5 separate regions of the Mus musculus genome follow, and regions 2, 3, 4 and 5 are each linked to region 1. Evidence: chromatin contacts called from public HiChIP or PLAC-seq and promoter capture Hi-C data. All regions are on one chromosome and are shown on one strand. The core of a region is the stretch at or near the end of the contact, and the rest is flanking DNA. Distances in the headings are between cores, read along the strand shown. Region 1 holds the start of Dclre1c (DNA cross-link repair 1C). Region 2 overlaps Fam107b (family with sequence similarity 107, member B). Region 3 overlaps Fam171a1 (family with sequence similarity 171, member A1). Region 4 overlaps Fam107b (family with sequence similarity 107, member B). Region 5 has its middle 18 kb from the start of Fam107b.

Region 1 (2,787 bases), core at 149-2,648:
GCTCATAAAGTTTATACAGGCTACCCTGCTAGGGTGTATGTCCTGTTCTGCCTAGGTGTTATCTCTCAGTTAAGATATCTACTTAAATACAAATAAGTAACAAAGCCAATTACCTGCATTCCAGCCTTCTTTTCAAGGAAGGAGCCCTTAATCCTTTCATGTGATCTACAAGGAAAAGAATTAGAAATCATAACCATGTTTTGTTTGATTTGGTTTTTTAGAGGATTTCTCTTCCCTGCAACAGCTGGGTTGTCTTTGTAAGCTTCCTACTGTGAGAAACTACCTAAGGCTCACCATTCTGAGCAAATAGATTCCCACAGGCCTTTGGCTCTTCTGCACATGACGAACCTTTCAGAGTAGGGAACAGGAACCACTAAAAAGGGTTAGACCCTGAGCTGATGAAAGCTATTCAAGTCCCACCTGGGTCAGGGGACATACGCAGGAAGATCAAGTGCGAGTATGAGAACCTGGGTGGGCTGATATGACTCCACCTAGGATACGTGAAGCTCTGCCCCACAACCTAAAATAAGTAAATAATAAAGAAGAAAAATGGGGGACACTTGGCCAAGCTTATCGACTGGTTGTACACACACACACACACACACACACACACCCAAGAGTATAGTGTGAGAAACATTTGTGTGTGTGTGGGGGGGGGGGGGTTAAAGGGAGCGAGGGAGGGAGGGAGAGGGAGGAGGAGAGACAGAGAGACAGAGATAGATGTACAGATCGATCTTGGGCTCTTGCCAAATATCTCCGGGATGTAGAACTTCTGAAACACGTGCCTGTGTGAGAGAGGGGCATTTCGCTCTTACCTAATGTCTTTGGGTGTAGACGTTCTGAAACGTGTTTTCCTTACTCGAGATAAACGAGAATTAGGGAAGTTTGGGCATGAGCTAATTAATTAAGCCTTACCAAACATACCCTCCGCTGGGACAGCAACCAGCACTTCTAACAGCTCTGCCTTACCACAGCGTCCAGGTCTGATTGCAACCGGAGCTGGGGTTAGGAGCTGGGGTTACAGAGGTGGTACAGACCAGGAGCTCAATAAAGCCAGAGGTTAAGCGCCAACTGGCATTAGGAGTGCTTCCCAGTGCCTCGCGGAGTCCCAGCCTGTCCTCCCCTCACCAGGTGCCGACCTCTGCCATTGCCTCTTCAGACCATAGCGCCCCTGAAATAGGTAACGAGAGGAGCTCACTCACCCTTGTGACAGTGCGAAAGGAAGTAGGCACGGGCTTTCAGGTTCTCCCTGTCGAAGCGGTCAATGGAGATGGTTGGATACTCCGCCATCTGTCCCTGGAAGGAGCTCATCGCACCCGGGAACACTAGACCCAAAGCCCACCTCGGAAACAGAAGCACACACTGACCCTGGGCGCCACTTCCGGGAACCTGCGCACCGCCTACCCATAGGCCGGCAGAGCTCAGCCACATCCAATCAAAGGACCCTTGAGGTAGGGGCGGAGCCAATGGGCATCCAATCCTGATCCAGCCTCCCAAGTCCCTTGGTTTAAATAACTGCACCAGCTGGGCACGGAGAAACAGCTGTGCGTAGTTTGTGGGTAGCACTGGCTGGTCATGGAAAGTCACGTTCCTGCCAGAAAGCAAGAAAAGACACCGAAGTGTTTGTTGCGCAATGCAGATCTGCCCGCATCTGTGGAGGAACCAAGGCAGGAAACGAAACACAACTGAGAATGGAGGCCAGAGAGCTTCCCTTTTCTTAACCATATTGCCTTGCATTTCCTCAGATCTAGTGAAGATCGAGTTCTTTTCACTTTTTTAAAAATCTTATCCCAATTTGTATTTTATAGGGTAACCACGAGGATTGGATGAGTCATTGCCTCTGACTCTTGGTTAGTAGATTCCATTGGTAGTTGCTCCCTCTTCTGTATTATATAAGCTAACTATATTTTGAAGGCTACAATTCAGACATAGATTCTTAGAGCAGGGGTGGGGGGAGTAAAGATTCCATTGATCTGCTGGCCTCCAGTAATCATTTAAGTTGTACTTTGAGGAAGTCAGAAGGATATATAAAGAGACAGAGGGAGAGGATGGGGGGCAGGGTGGGAAAGTGTGTAGTAATCATACTAAGATCCACCAAAGACTTTGTCAGTGGCATTTATTTTCTCCTTCCTAGCAAGTTCTCCTCAGATACTCAGCACTGTTGATCAACTGGAACCTCCAAACCCTGCTATGCAGAACACTTTGGCAAGCCTTGTGGAGGTAAACAGGAAAACTGAAAAGAAGCAGTGTCTGCAAAAACTGAGCGACTGGTTTTAGTACTGTGGGGAGATTAGAATGTTGCAGATCCAGAAGCGAATTATCGTATCTTGAGCTAGTTCTAGCCCTTGGGAATAGCCATCCCTTGTTTATCTCTGTTGGAATTAACATCTTGTGAGTAACAGATGAAAACCTTTTGGAATCTCCTAGTTTAGCAGACCACTATTTTCACCTAACCCAAAAATTAAGAACGTCATCAGATAGCATCTCGGGCCTATAGAAAAGCTTTCTCATCTTTGCTCTCCGATGTACACTAAATATGACCTGACTTAAGACTTTCTTCTATAAAACTGTGAAACTCTTTCCTTGTTGGAACATGGAATTTAGGATGACCCAAATCTCTGTTCCAGCCCCAAGGTTATTAAAAATGGCCCCAGAATAAACTCTCTTTTTCCCTTTAAGATGAGGTTTCTCGATCCACAGTGGTTACATGGCTAACTCTGATGTGCCATCCGAGTTCAGCACATTTGAAAAGCCACAAAAATGAAGAATATGACAAGAATATTTTCA
Region 2 (2,700 bases), core at 90-2,589, 340 kb before region 1:
TATTCCTAAATGGGATAGCTCCCTCTTATCTCAACTGAAGTGGAAGATTCAACCCAGCGCTCTCCTGCTCCCAAGGACTTAACACTTAGTCCTCTGCCCTAGAAGCTAACTTTCCATACCATCTGTCTTAGTCAGGGTTTCTATTCCTGCACAAACATCATGACCAAGAAGCAAGTTGGGAAGGAAAGGGTTTGTTCAGCTTACACTTCCATGCTGCTGTTCATCACCAAAGGAAGTCAGGAACTCAAACAGGTCAGGGAGCAGGAGCTGATGCAGAGGCCATGGAGGGATGTTCTTTACTGGTTTGCTTCCCCTGGCTTGCTCAGCCTGTTCTCTTATAGAACCCAAGACTACCAGCCCAGGGATGGCCCCACCCACAAGGGGCCTTTCCCCCTTGATCACTAATTGAGAAAATGCCTTACAGCTGGATCTCATGGAGGCATTTCCTCAACTGAAGCTCCTTTCTCTGTGGTAACTCCAGCTGTGTCAAGTTGACACAAAACTAGCCAGTACACCATCTCTGGTGTGTCTCTGCAAAGACAGATTCTAACAGCACAGCAGAAAGACCTCTGGCCACCACCTCTTCCCACCTCAAGCACAATGCCTCTTGCCTAAGCCACATGAAGCAGAAGCAGTCACACCATGACACCATCTATTAGAAATCTGGGGCTGTCAATTACTTGTGCCCTTGGTTGAGTCCCATGAGACCTGCTGTGCCTCAAGTCTTACTCCATTCACATTGCTTTGCTTGCCACAGCCCACCCACCCCCTGCACTGGGTATCACACTAAGGGTCACCCAACAATGTACTAACTGGAGGATGCACATACTGAGGGATCAAAATACACTGGAGTCACTAACCTCACTAGGTTCTTTCTTCTCTGACTCTGCCACTGTCATTTCTTTCTGTCCCCATGGGATACAGTAAATACTTCTGTCAGGATCCTAAAATTCTAACTTTTGTCATCCCTCCTCTTAAGCCAGCAGAGGAGAGACCTGACTCTTCCAAATTCCTTGTCCTGAGAAATACCACATGTTGTTCCGCTGAATGTGACTAGGAGCTATTCATGCCAAGCCTAGACGGTGGGCCTTGGGTTTACAAAAGAAGCCGTGAAACAAGGAGGGCAGGCAGGCCAGCACACGCTCTGAGCAAAGTCCTTCTCTAACCTGCTCTCAAGTGCTTGGCACAAGTTCTAGACAAGTTCTATTTGCTAGAGATCTGTACAGGGAACCTGTGTTCATTTTCCCAAGTAACTGCTCTGCTTCCTCTTAAGATGGCTCAGTGGAAGTCCATACACAGGACTGGGCTGGAGAACGGATCAGCAGAAAAGGCATGTGTGCCAGCCCCGAGGACTTCAGTTCAGTTCCCAAATTTAACATGAGGAAAGGACAGAAACAACTTCCTCATACTGTCTTCTGACTGCCAAAGGTTTGCTGTGACATCCATTAGTATGTGCAAGCCATCACCAAGGTTTTAGCCACCAACAGATAACACAGATTTGTGTCAGGTGCAAAATAAATACTAGAATAATAAGTTCATATAAATGTTCCCCTGAAATAATTAGTAGCTAGTTAATATGCAACACATGAATCTAAATAAACCTCCAAGCAACTGAAAGGCTGCCTAATTGATGATCCTGTTAATAATTGATTGCCCAATACTCACTGGCCTTAAAAATTGCTTCAGACTGATACATAATACCTATCATGTCTGAGAGTGGCCAGTATGCACTTTAGATGGAAGAGTGTCCCTTTCTCCTGCATAAAGTGTTTTGAAGAAGTCTGAGGTTCAAGGGCCCTGGGTTCCACTGGTACAGCACTCTGGTCTAAGAGTGTCACCCAGTGGTAAAAGGCACAAGGTGTGCTCAGAGCCACTGGCACTCTCCTAAAGAAAGCACTGGCCATTATTCCGTCACTACAAGGAAAAAGAAAAAAAATTATTTTGAATTACAATACAGTAACTAGCAGATAATTTCTAAAACATAAAGAGGAGAGAGCCATTCTCTGTCCAAGACTACTCAGAAGCATCAGTGAGCCACACAGGAAGAAGAGCCACCCCTGTGAGCAGCAGCACTGCAGGCAGACCTGAGCCCACAACCCCAGGCCGAAGAAGTGACTAGAGTGAAGCTGGCTCTCAGCTCTGCTGTCTGTACCAGATGTGCCCGCTACAGTTCTGCCATCTTAGTGTGAGAGCTGAGGACTCTCAGCATCCAACTCCACTCCAAGGTAGGCTCTTTGATTCCACAAATTAAGAGAAGACCAAGGAAGAAAAGGAGGAGGAAGAAAGAAACAGGACCTGGGAGGTGGCTCAGCAAGTAAGATAAGCCAAATAAGCTCAGCCGACGACCTGCACTTGATGCCCAGGACCCACAGTGGAAGGAGAGAACTCATCCTGAGAGCTGTTACCTGACCTCCAAAGAGCTCCACAGCATGTGCATACACACACAGACACCCTCCAACACAAAGACAGGCACGCACGTAATAACAAATACATTTTTTAAAGGAGCAACATAAACTTCACTTGTTTACATGGTGAAGCTCAACTGAAAATAATCAGTTTCCTGGGGCTATAACTCAATGGTAAGGCCCCTGTTTGGCATGTATGGGTCCTTGGGTTTGATCTCCATCATTGCTAAACAAACAAATGAATAATGAAAATGTACTTATCTGTACAAAGGAAAAGCTAAGCCAGATGACCTGG
Region 3 (2,700 bases), core at 52-2,551, 280 kb after region 1:
AATATTTAAAAGTGATTTTTAACACTGTGTACTTGAGCCTTAGCATTGATTGTGGTAAGCATATGACACGCAGGCTTTTACTTTTAAGGGGTAATCAGAGTCCCCTCGTCCCTGCTTTTCTTGCTAATGGAACCCCAGTTTTGTCTGGTGTCAGCTTGGGTGAATGCAGTCTGAAGGCCCAGGTCACGCTGGTGAGGCAGGGTATGGTATGTTCTGAGCCCACTGGGAACTTAGGGAAAGACTTTGCAGAGTCCTTCCTATCTGCACACTGCCCAGCCCCAGCTGTGACCCTCTGGACTAGAGACACCATGCTGAGTTTTAGACAGTGCACTGGCCAGCTGAGGCTGAGCAGCAGTGTTGGTCCCCCGATCATGGAACTAAGTGACTCAGCATCCCAGGTGGGTCCTGAGCAGTTGCTTAGTGATGGTTTCCAGGTTACTGCACAGTGCACTCAGGCCTGAGCCTGGCTGGGGTGGGGATTCCGTGCCCCCCCCTCCCCCCCCCGCGACTGTGAGTATCTTCATGTTTTCATGTTTCCTCCCACTTGTCTGAACGAAGCCAGATACATTTCACACGAGAAAACCTCCATTTCTCTAGTAGGTATGACATGAGAAAATACGGGAGCCTTCTTCCTACTGCTTGTCCAGTTAAGGCTAAGTGGTTTACTAGAAATATGGCTGCCAACAGAGCCTACCTACGTCAAACACTAAGCTGTTCCTTTGAAACATTACCACAGCTGCAAATTGAGAGCTAAAACTTGCACTGCCAGTAATACATGGTGACAGCATTAGTGTATAAGATACAGGGTTCTCCACTTATGTTGAATTTTAGAAAATAATTTAAATAGTTCTGTGAAATATTTGAGACATATTTAGACTAAAAAAATGTTCAGAGTAGAATGTAGCTCATTGATAGAGCAGATATTTAACATGTCCAGGGCCCTAGGTTCCTCTGAGCCAAACCTCTTCATTCACTGCTTTCCTAAAATGCAAGCTGAATTATGTGTTCTGTAGTTTATCTGGCAAACCAACTGATAATCAATTCCAAAATAATTGTCTTGCTTTGTGTTTTTAGGATACTTGGTTACTTTCTTCGTTTGGGGAGAAAGGAAGAACAATATTACAAGGTGAAAATATCTGTAGACCCTGAGTCAGTTGTCTAGTATTCTAAGGCACAGGCCTTCTGAGAATATAGAACCCTCCTCTCTCTCAGGGACTTTTTAAAGGACTAGTTACGGTAAGGCCCTGAACAAAGGACAGAGCAGAAAGGAAACCTCTGTTGCTGGCCACAGCTGAGTACATCTAGCAAACAAAGGATAGATTCAGCCTCCACCGTGGGTCTCTCTGAATGCTCAAACAAACCCCACGTAGAAGACAGAGTGGATGGGATGAAATTGGATCTGCCTAATCTCATAATTATGAACTTCTCTTTCCTCCTCCTTTTTTTTTGGCTTCTGGGAGAGGTGCTGAAAAGACAGAAAAGAGGGAGGAGAGAAAGAAAGGAAACTGGCACCATCAGATCTGCTCTTGACAAACACCATTGAGAGCTAGATGAGGCAAGGGAGGGTCCAGCTTGGGGAGAGACAGATGCACAGTGTGGATGGACAAACAACCACAATGCAGCGTGGGGGTGTGTCCTGTGACCCTCAGCACCCAGGACAAGGCCCAGAATAAGTGGTTGTTTGATACACAGAGAAGAGAGCACACAGGCCTGGAGCTGGAGGACCAGAGATAGTCTCCCAAAGGGATGACTCTTGATGCTGTGAGGAAAGTGACAAGGGTTCGGTGAAGCCAAGATACACCAGGAAGGAGGGAAGAGCAGTTTGCCTAGCCAGTGTGCTTGAGACATACACACATGGAAGACAGCAGCCCAGGCGAGTGGCCATGAGAACCATCTGGACCAGATACTGATGGAGGAGTATCTGGTCCAGAACTGAAGACTAAGTAGAGAGAAAGTTTTTAAGAGGTCAGAAATGGATGCCTGGTTCATTTTTCCTCCAAAAAGGAAACCAAGGAAACAAAGGACCCAAATGAGACTAAGAAAAAAATAGAATTTGTTCATGCAGCAAAGGACCAGGGGGAGATCATCAGAATTCCAAAACAATGATGTCAGACCAAGAACCCTAGATTAGAAATGAGACATATACTTGGGCTGAGCCATAGGAGATATGGAGAGTAGACAGCAGTTGTCCTGGTAACGGAATGAAAGAAATTAGTAAGTTGAGTGCTAGCATCACAGGTTCTTGGGCAGGAGAGGTCTTAAAATCTGTTTAGAGAGGAGACGATGCCACAGGGAGAGGGGTGGACAGTGTGCCAGCACTGGACACTCTGGATACCTGTCGCGGTTTCCAGTCCCACTGAGCAGGGATCAGACACAGCCCAACTCTGTCTGCAGTCCCATGATGGGGACCTGCCACGTATTTGTTCACAGAGGGTGTGGAGGTGGGCGGTTCATGCAGCAGAAGACCAGGGGATCCAGATGCACTTAATTCACTTAGAAGCACACACTAAAACAAAAGCCTCTAAAAAAGGAAACTCTGTTCACTGGGATCAAAGTTTCAGAGGCTAAAGTCTGGAGTAGGGGCTGGGAGTGCAGCCAAGAATCCCTACAGACATAAGCTAGAGAAAGGTCACTTGGGCAGTGGTACCTGAACCACTTGGTACACAGGGACCAAGAGGCAGCACACAGCCAGGGAAGCTG
Region 4 (2,700 bases), core at 72-2,571, 310 kb before region 1:
ATATCTGGTCACAACCAGCCGGTAGCAGGAAGTCTGCGTCCAGATCCATTTTATCCCAGAGATCAGACTAGTCTACATTACTCTGCACCCCATCTGTGCACAGCAGGAAAGGAAATATGACATCCTATACTCACAATGCAGCTTCCTGGTGGCCTTTCATGAAAACAGATTTTGTTGGCCTTTGCCGTAAGCTGTTCATAAAAGTAAATTATCCAAAAGAATCAATAAAGAATTGGACACAGCCTCTTTCATGGAACACAGCTTCTTTCATAGAACGAGGTAGGAGCCAGAGCTTCTAGATTTTCTATATTGGGTGTTTATATCACCCTGTACTAAGCCTCACTACAAAGCATAAAAACTCAGAAAAAAATTGTTGTGTGGCACCTGAGACACCAGGCAAACAGCAGCCACAGGAGCAGGTCACACAGATGCACACTTCCCAGTCAATCCCTGATGGTAAGGAAGCATTTTACCCCGGGACTCCAGCCATGAGTGCTGGCATGTACCTGTAATCCCAGTGCACAGGAGGCAAAGGCAGCAAGATCCATTCCCAACCCCCCTCGAAAACAACAGGTCCTAACCCAGACCCACATCTATGTGTCATAATATACTAGTGGTTATGTCACCCATTTTCTCCTGCATTTGTGTCTTAAAGTAGATTGCTAACACACCTTGCAAAAATATCCAGCTCCAGGTAAATGGACAAGCAAAATGAGCTATCTGCATACAATGGGAAATCATTCACCCAGAAAAAGAAAACATCTGACCCGTGCTATGACCTGGACGAAACTTCAGAACAACAGACTCGGTGCAGTAAGATGAAAAACAAATATTGTACCACTGCACTAATGCAAAGCCCTTCATGTGGTCACATTTATAAAGAAGACAGAACAGTGGTAGCCAGGGATGGAGGAGAAGAAGAGGACCCCAGCTCTGCTCCTAGCAGCCATACTGGGGGTGGCGGGAGGCTCACAACCATCTATAACTCTGGAAGATATGGCATCCTCTTGTGGCTCCAGGGGCACCACACATGACAAATACTCACACAGACACATGCACATATAAACATAAATAAAAAATCAAATGTTTAAAACTATATAACTTTTTAGAAAGTATTTTCTTTCCGAAATGTATGCTGCCTACTGTGTTTGCCCTTCAGCTCACAGTATGGCAGCGGCATGATTTCTGCTTGAACCCAGATATAGAGTCCTTTAAACTCGGGCTATAACCTGTGCTTATCAAAGCACACATCCACACTGACCCTGCTGGGTAAAAAGGAACTTGCTTTTCAAGAAAAGAAAATGTATACTGGTAATCCACAGCCTTCTATTCACATAACACTCCGGAAGAAAATGAGCCACTTTGTCTCCTAAACATCTTTGGACAGTTAAGATTTCTGTGACCACAGCAGGTCAGGAAGTACAGTTAATTAAAACCATTTTTTTTTGAAAGAGGTACACTCATTTAAGAATGGCTCCTAGTCAAAATTCTTCCCAACTGGATAGTCCTAAAGCTGACATCTATGCTAAAATTGAATAAAGTAAGGAGCAGTCACAGAGTAAAATGATAAAGTCTCCATTTCTAAATCTAAAGCTTTTGTTAATGTGAAGCATCCCCCCCAGCTTCCCTCAAGACACTCCAGAGGGTAACCGGCTTGTCCCATGTCATACAGATACTGCCCCACTCAGGAGTTTAACGCAGTCCACGAACTCAGTCTCATCTTTGCGCATCTGTCTTCACTTTGCCAAAGCTTTCCTAGTAATTTCTTCAATGTTAAAAATACAGTGAAGAAAATTCCAGAATAAGCAAGCTGCTTCCCTGCCATCGCTACACATTTCCTTTGATGATTCTGAAATAATAATGGTTTATAAATATGACAAGTCTTCACTGGGGCGCGGAACCCGTCTCAGAGTTGCTGAGAGATGAGGAGCTTGCCAGGCTGTTCGCTTTCTAGCCCTGTTTATAAAATAAACCACAGCAGCCCGCAGGACTTATTTTCCATTCAGGAAGCCATTCAGAAGGCAAGAAAGCTACGAACTATACTTTCTTGTAGAAGAAAAAAGTCATTTTGGGAATTCCTGTTACAAAATGAAATTTTAACTATTGGGATTGGAGAGATGGCTCATCCGTTAAGAGGGCTTGCTGCTATCCCAGAGGATCAGAGCTCAGTTCCTAGCACACATATGTGAGGAAGGCTCATAACTGCCTATAAATCCAGCCCAAGGAGATATGATACCCTCTTCCTGTCTCTGTAGCACCCGCACTCAGGCACACACACACTTGCTCTCTCACTCACCTCTCAGTAAAGACAACTATGACTATTGTAGAAGAGATTAAAATGAGGAGAACTGGGCAGGAAAGGATATCTGTGTATCCTGCCTCATAAATCACTGCTGAGGGCTGACGGTAACAGAATCCAAACTGTCCAGAGTGTGCTCAGTGATTTCATCTGCACTCACGTAATCATCTCTCGGCCAGACTCCCCAAAAAAGACACAACATTTTCATTTAAACTCAAGCAAAACCTAAGAACGCGACCCCATGTTTTCTCGTAAGGCTACTACTGTTTGAGTCTGAAATGGTCTGCACCAGCTCACATGCTCGGACATTCGCTCCCCAAATGGAAAGACTATCTGGATACGTTATGAAGCCTTTAAATTTGAGGAATAGCTGTGGAAAGTAGGTCACCAAATATGGACCT
Region 5 (2,700 bases), core at 35-2,534, 270 kb before region 1:
AGCTGCTTTTCAGCATGTATAGATTCCCACCAGAAGGGCGTAAAGGATCCAGATTATAGATTTCTACATTATCAGTGTTTTTGAGTTTTGCAATTCTTGGAGGTATATGGTACTTTTGATTTTCAGTATTATGATACTGAACATATTTTTTGTGAACTCACTTGCTGTCTCTAAACCAATCCACAGTGAAGAGTCTGAGAAATTCTTTTAACCACTATTTTTGGTTGTGTGTTTTCTAAATGAGTTGTAAGAGGTGTTTTTGTTTGTTTCCTCTTCTCCTCCTTTTCTTTTCTCCCTTTTCTTTTTCTTTTGAGACAGGATCTCACTATGTTGCCTAGACTGGCCTCTCAATCCTCCTGCCTCAGTCAGCACAGTGCTGGGATTCAGGCTTATGTAACTACACCTTGTTTGTTAAGATTGTTAAAGGGTCTTTGCTTGTTGGTTTCTATGTTTTTACTCCCTTGACGGCTTTATTGATTCTTTCTTACTTACTTACTTACTTACTTACTTACTTACTTACTTACTTACTTGAGACAGCTTTACTCAGGATCATCCTCCTGTCTCAGCCTCCCAAGTGCTAAGATTACAGGTGTGAGCACCAAAAGACACTCTATGAGTGTTTGAAAAGTATTTTCTGCTTATCTGCAACTTTTCAAAAACTATTTTCTTAGTTCCTTTTGATAAAAAATAAACCCTTTTAAAGTATGAAGTGGCGTGAGTCCTTTTTTGTTGTTGTTGTTGTTACTGTTTTTGGATCCTCTATGAAAACAAATTGGCCCAAATCAATATTCCAAATACTTCCTCTTGTGTTTTCTCCCAGTGTTTGAATATTTTTACATGTTCGTATGGTGCTCAACACGGTGGCCCCCTTTTGCTGTTCCTTTCTTTCGTTGTATAGTCACTCTGTTGACATGGCTTCATTTATTTAAAGTGCCTGGCACATTGATTACTTTGTTCTGAATGATGCTTATCACACATCAGTCGATTGTGCAAGTGTGGGTGTGCTTGGGTCAGCTTCCAGGCCTCTCTGTTCTGTTCCTTGTGTCTGGTGAGCTGTCCTCCCATGATATCACAGCACTCTTTGCCTTGCTGTATTAAATGCCTTGAAATTAGGCCATGTGGATTGTCTACTTCTGTCATTCAGAAGTTGTTTTTGTTGCCCACGTTCCTTTGTTATTCATACTCTCTAGTTGTACAAGTTTGATTGTCCAAGTATCTGGTGATTGTTTGCTTGTTTGAGACAAATTCTCATGATGTAGCTCTGACTGTCCTAGGTGGAGCTCATTATGTCAACCAAGCTGGCCTGGGATCAGAAAACTGCCTGCCTCTGCCTCCAAATGCCCAGCTCTATTTGCTAGATTTTTTTTTTTTTTCAGAATCAATGGTAACTCAATCACTGAGCACAACAACTAACATCCAAATTTATGAGCCATTCTAAGTTAAATTCACCAGTAGTGGATACAAATGGATCCACCACCTGAAACAGGGTCTCTGCTATCTACATTTTTTTTTCATCTCACATTCTCGGGCTCATTCTCCTCTTCTCCCTCTCCATCCATCTTTCTGACCTGGAGGTCCCACCTACTCACCCAGTGATTGGTTTCTTTGTTTATTAGAAGGGTCACAGGAAGTTCTGAATATGTGATTCACTCCTAGTCCCACACAGCCCCTCTTGGGGAAGGTGAATTAGCATCAAAATACAAACAGCACCAGGGCTACCCACAAGACTTCCCCCTTTCTGTCCAATTAAAAGACTCTTATCTCAGATATAAATTGAGCACAGCTATTAACATTTTGCAATTTATAAAGCACAAAAGAGACCTAACACCCAGTCCAAAATTTTTATCAATTAAATAGAACCCTGTCATCTATCTTAACTTAAAAGACTTATAAATCTATATGTTATCACCTGGTTTAGCTTGTATACTATCTGAAAACTATCTTCTTAAATATATTCTCTCAATGCTAAATAGCCTGGGTTGGTTATGAGACTATAATTAGTCTTCAATCCCATCAGAAATCTGAGAATGACCAATATTATCTGAAAATATAGGAAGCCTAGCACATCTTCCAGAACTGAGACAAGTTGTAGAGACAGCTGCCTACCTATACAGCTCCTATATGTCAGGAAGTTGGAGCATCAGTCTTTAGCCTTCTGGCCCAGGATCATCTGACAGACCTTTGTACTGCAGAATTTTGAAGGACTGATTACCCTGACTTGGCAGAGATTATGAGTCGACTATTCCGCATAGTGTGTCCTTTTTCTGGATGGTATTTAGTCTATAGATGAATAGGCAATTTCTGCCCAGTGGCCACCTAGCCACTGTACTACCTCAACTGGAGGTAGAGACACTCAATTTCTTCTTTGAATCCACAAAAGGGGAGCTGCTAAGAGCAGATATGTCTCAACAACAAAAGAATAAATAACATTAAATGTCACATTGTGTGGATTTCTGACATTTTTGAAAACCTATGTAAAGTATGAAAACCTATGTAAAGTAAAAAAGCTATGTAAAGTCATCTGGACAGTTGTCTGTTAACTACTCTCAACTATTTCTAATTAAATTATCTGAAAACACCTTAACAATAAACTCAGAGCCATTAATTTGTTACCTGGCCCTTAACTCACAGGCTTAAACATCTCAGATCAGTTTGTAATGGCATTTACAGAAAGACTGGGTCCAAACCTTGTACTTTTAA

Evidence for each region. Promoter capture Hi-C pulls out the DNA fragments that hold promoters and counts their contacts. HiChIP or PLAC-seq counts read pairs in DNA pulled down with a chosen protein or histone mark.
Region 2: a Foxp3 HiChIP or PLAC-seq map of regulatory T cells shows a contact between it and region 1, with 7 times the contacts expected there. The contact joins the enhancer-like site here to the promoter of Dclre1c in region 1. A contact is called at or near these places in 14 of 39 promoter capture datasets (the 3T3-L1 cell line, 3T3-L1-derived adipocytes, the C10 cell line and 9 more), 1 of 15 datasets of contacts at CTCF or cohesin (large pre-B cells), 5 of 484 Hi-C or Micro-C datasets (the G1E-ER4 cell line, the N1E-115 cell line, Th1 cells and 1 more), 12 of 115 datasets of contacts at active chromatin or transcription factors (the 230-238 cell line, DN3 thymocytes, acute myeloid leukemia and 9 more) and 2 of 9 other capture datasets (adipose tissue and liver).
Region 3: an H3K4me3 HiChIP or PLAC-seq map of stem cell-derived neural progenitor cells shows a contact between it and region 1, with 19 read pairs. The contact joins the enhancer-like site here to the promoter of Dclre1c in region 1. A contact is called at or near these places in 1 of 15 datasets of contacts at CTCF or cohesin (the NIH/3T3 cell line), 6 of 484 Hi-C or Micro-C datasets (Th2 cells, adipose-derived mesenchymal stem cells, embryonic stem cells and 3 more), 3 of 115 datasets of contacts at active chromatin or transcription factors (craniofacial prominence, embryonic stem cells and stem cell-derived neural progenitor cells) and 1 of 9 other capture datasets (adipose tissue).
Region 4: a contact with region 1 is called in a promoter capture Hi-C map of the HPC-7 cell line, with 2.1 times the contacts expected there. The contact joins the enhancer-like site here to the promoter of Dclre1c in region 1. A contact is called at or near these places in 6 of 39 promoter capture datasets (the C10 cell line, the HPC-7 cell line, hematopoietic stem and progenitor cells and 2 more), 8 of 484 Hi-C or Micro-C datasets (B cells, CD8 T cells, granulocyte-monocyte progenitors and 4 more), 10 of 115 datasets of contacts at active chromatin or transcription factors (acute myeloid leukemia, bone marrow-derived macrophages, double positive thymocytes and 7 more) and 3 of 9 other capture datasets (adipose tissue, liver and macrophages).
Region 5: a contact with region 1 is called in a promoter capture Hi-C map of liver, with 5 times the contacts expected there. The contact joins the enhancer-like site here to the promoter of Dclre1c in region 1. A contact is called at or near these places in 10 of 39 promoter capture datasets (3T3-L1-derived adipocytes, the C10 cell line, the HPC-7 cell line and 5 more), 2 of 484 Hi-C or Micro-C datasets (CD8 T cells and the N1E-115 cell line), 1 of 115 datasets of contacts at active chromatin or transcription factors (bone marrow-derived macrophages) and 2 of 9 other capture datasets (adipose tissue and pancreatic islet).

What each region holds. Positions count from the first base shown.
Region 1 is chr2:3,422,742-3,425,528 of GRCm38.p6, reverse strand. Dclre1c (DNA cross-link repair 1C) reads right to left here and starts at 1,398. Exons shown (of 14, transcript NM_146114.3): 1 at 1,203-1,398; 2 at 114-165. The coding sequence starts at 1,311.
Region 2 is chr2:3,759,085-3,761,784 of GRCm38.p6, reverse strand. The region is part of intron 1 of Fam107b (family with sequence similarity 107, member B); the gene reads right to left. Among named protein-coding and RNA genes, the nearest start is that of Fam107b, 47 kb to the right of the region's middle. Within about 2 kb of position 1,339, at least 27 of the 459 cell types and tissues checked have an H3K27ac peak or open chromatin away from gene starts, as enhancers often do. A contact at or near this core is called in the G1E-ER4 cell line, astrocytes, bone marrow-derived macrophages and 3 more, where this site is marked.
Region 3 is chr2:3,138,417-3,141,116 of GRCm38.p6, reverse strand. All of the region lies in intron 1 of Fam171a1 (family with sequence similarity 171, member A1), which reads right to left. Among named protein-coding and RNA genes, the nearest start is that of Fam171a1, 21 kb to the right of the region's middle. Within about 2 kb of position 1,301, at least 50 of the 459 cell types and tissues checked have an H3K27ac peak or open chromatin away from gene starts, as enhancers often do. A contact at or near this core is called in neural progenitor cells and stem cell-derived neural progenitor cells, where this site is marked.
Region 4 is chr2:3,735,907-3,738,606 of GRCm38.p6, reverse strand. All of the region lies in intron 1 of Fam107b (family with sequence similarity 107, member B), which reads right to left. Among named protein-coding and RNA genes, the nearest start is that of Fam107b, 24 kb to the right of the region's middle. Within about 2 kb of position 1,321, at least 8 of the 459 cell types and tissues checked have an H3K27ac peak or open chromatin away from gene starts, as enhancers often do. A contact at or near this core is called in the HPC-7 cell line, where this site is marked.
Region 5 is chr2:3,694,400-3,697,099 of GRCm38.p6, reverse strand. No RefSeq gene overlaps it. Among named protein-coding and RNA genes, the nearest start is that of Fam107b, 18 kb to the left of the region's middle. Within about 2 kb of position 1,284, at least 4 of the 459 cell types and tissues checked have an H3K27ac peak or open chromatin away from gene starts, as enhancers often do. A contact at or near this core is called in liver, where this site is marked.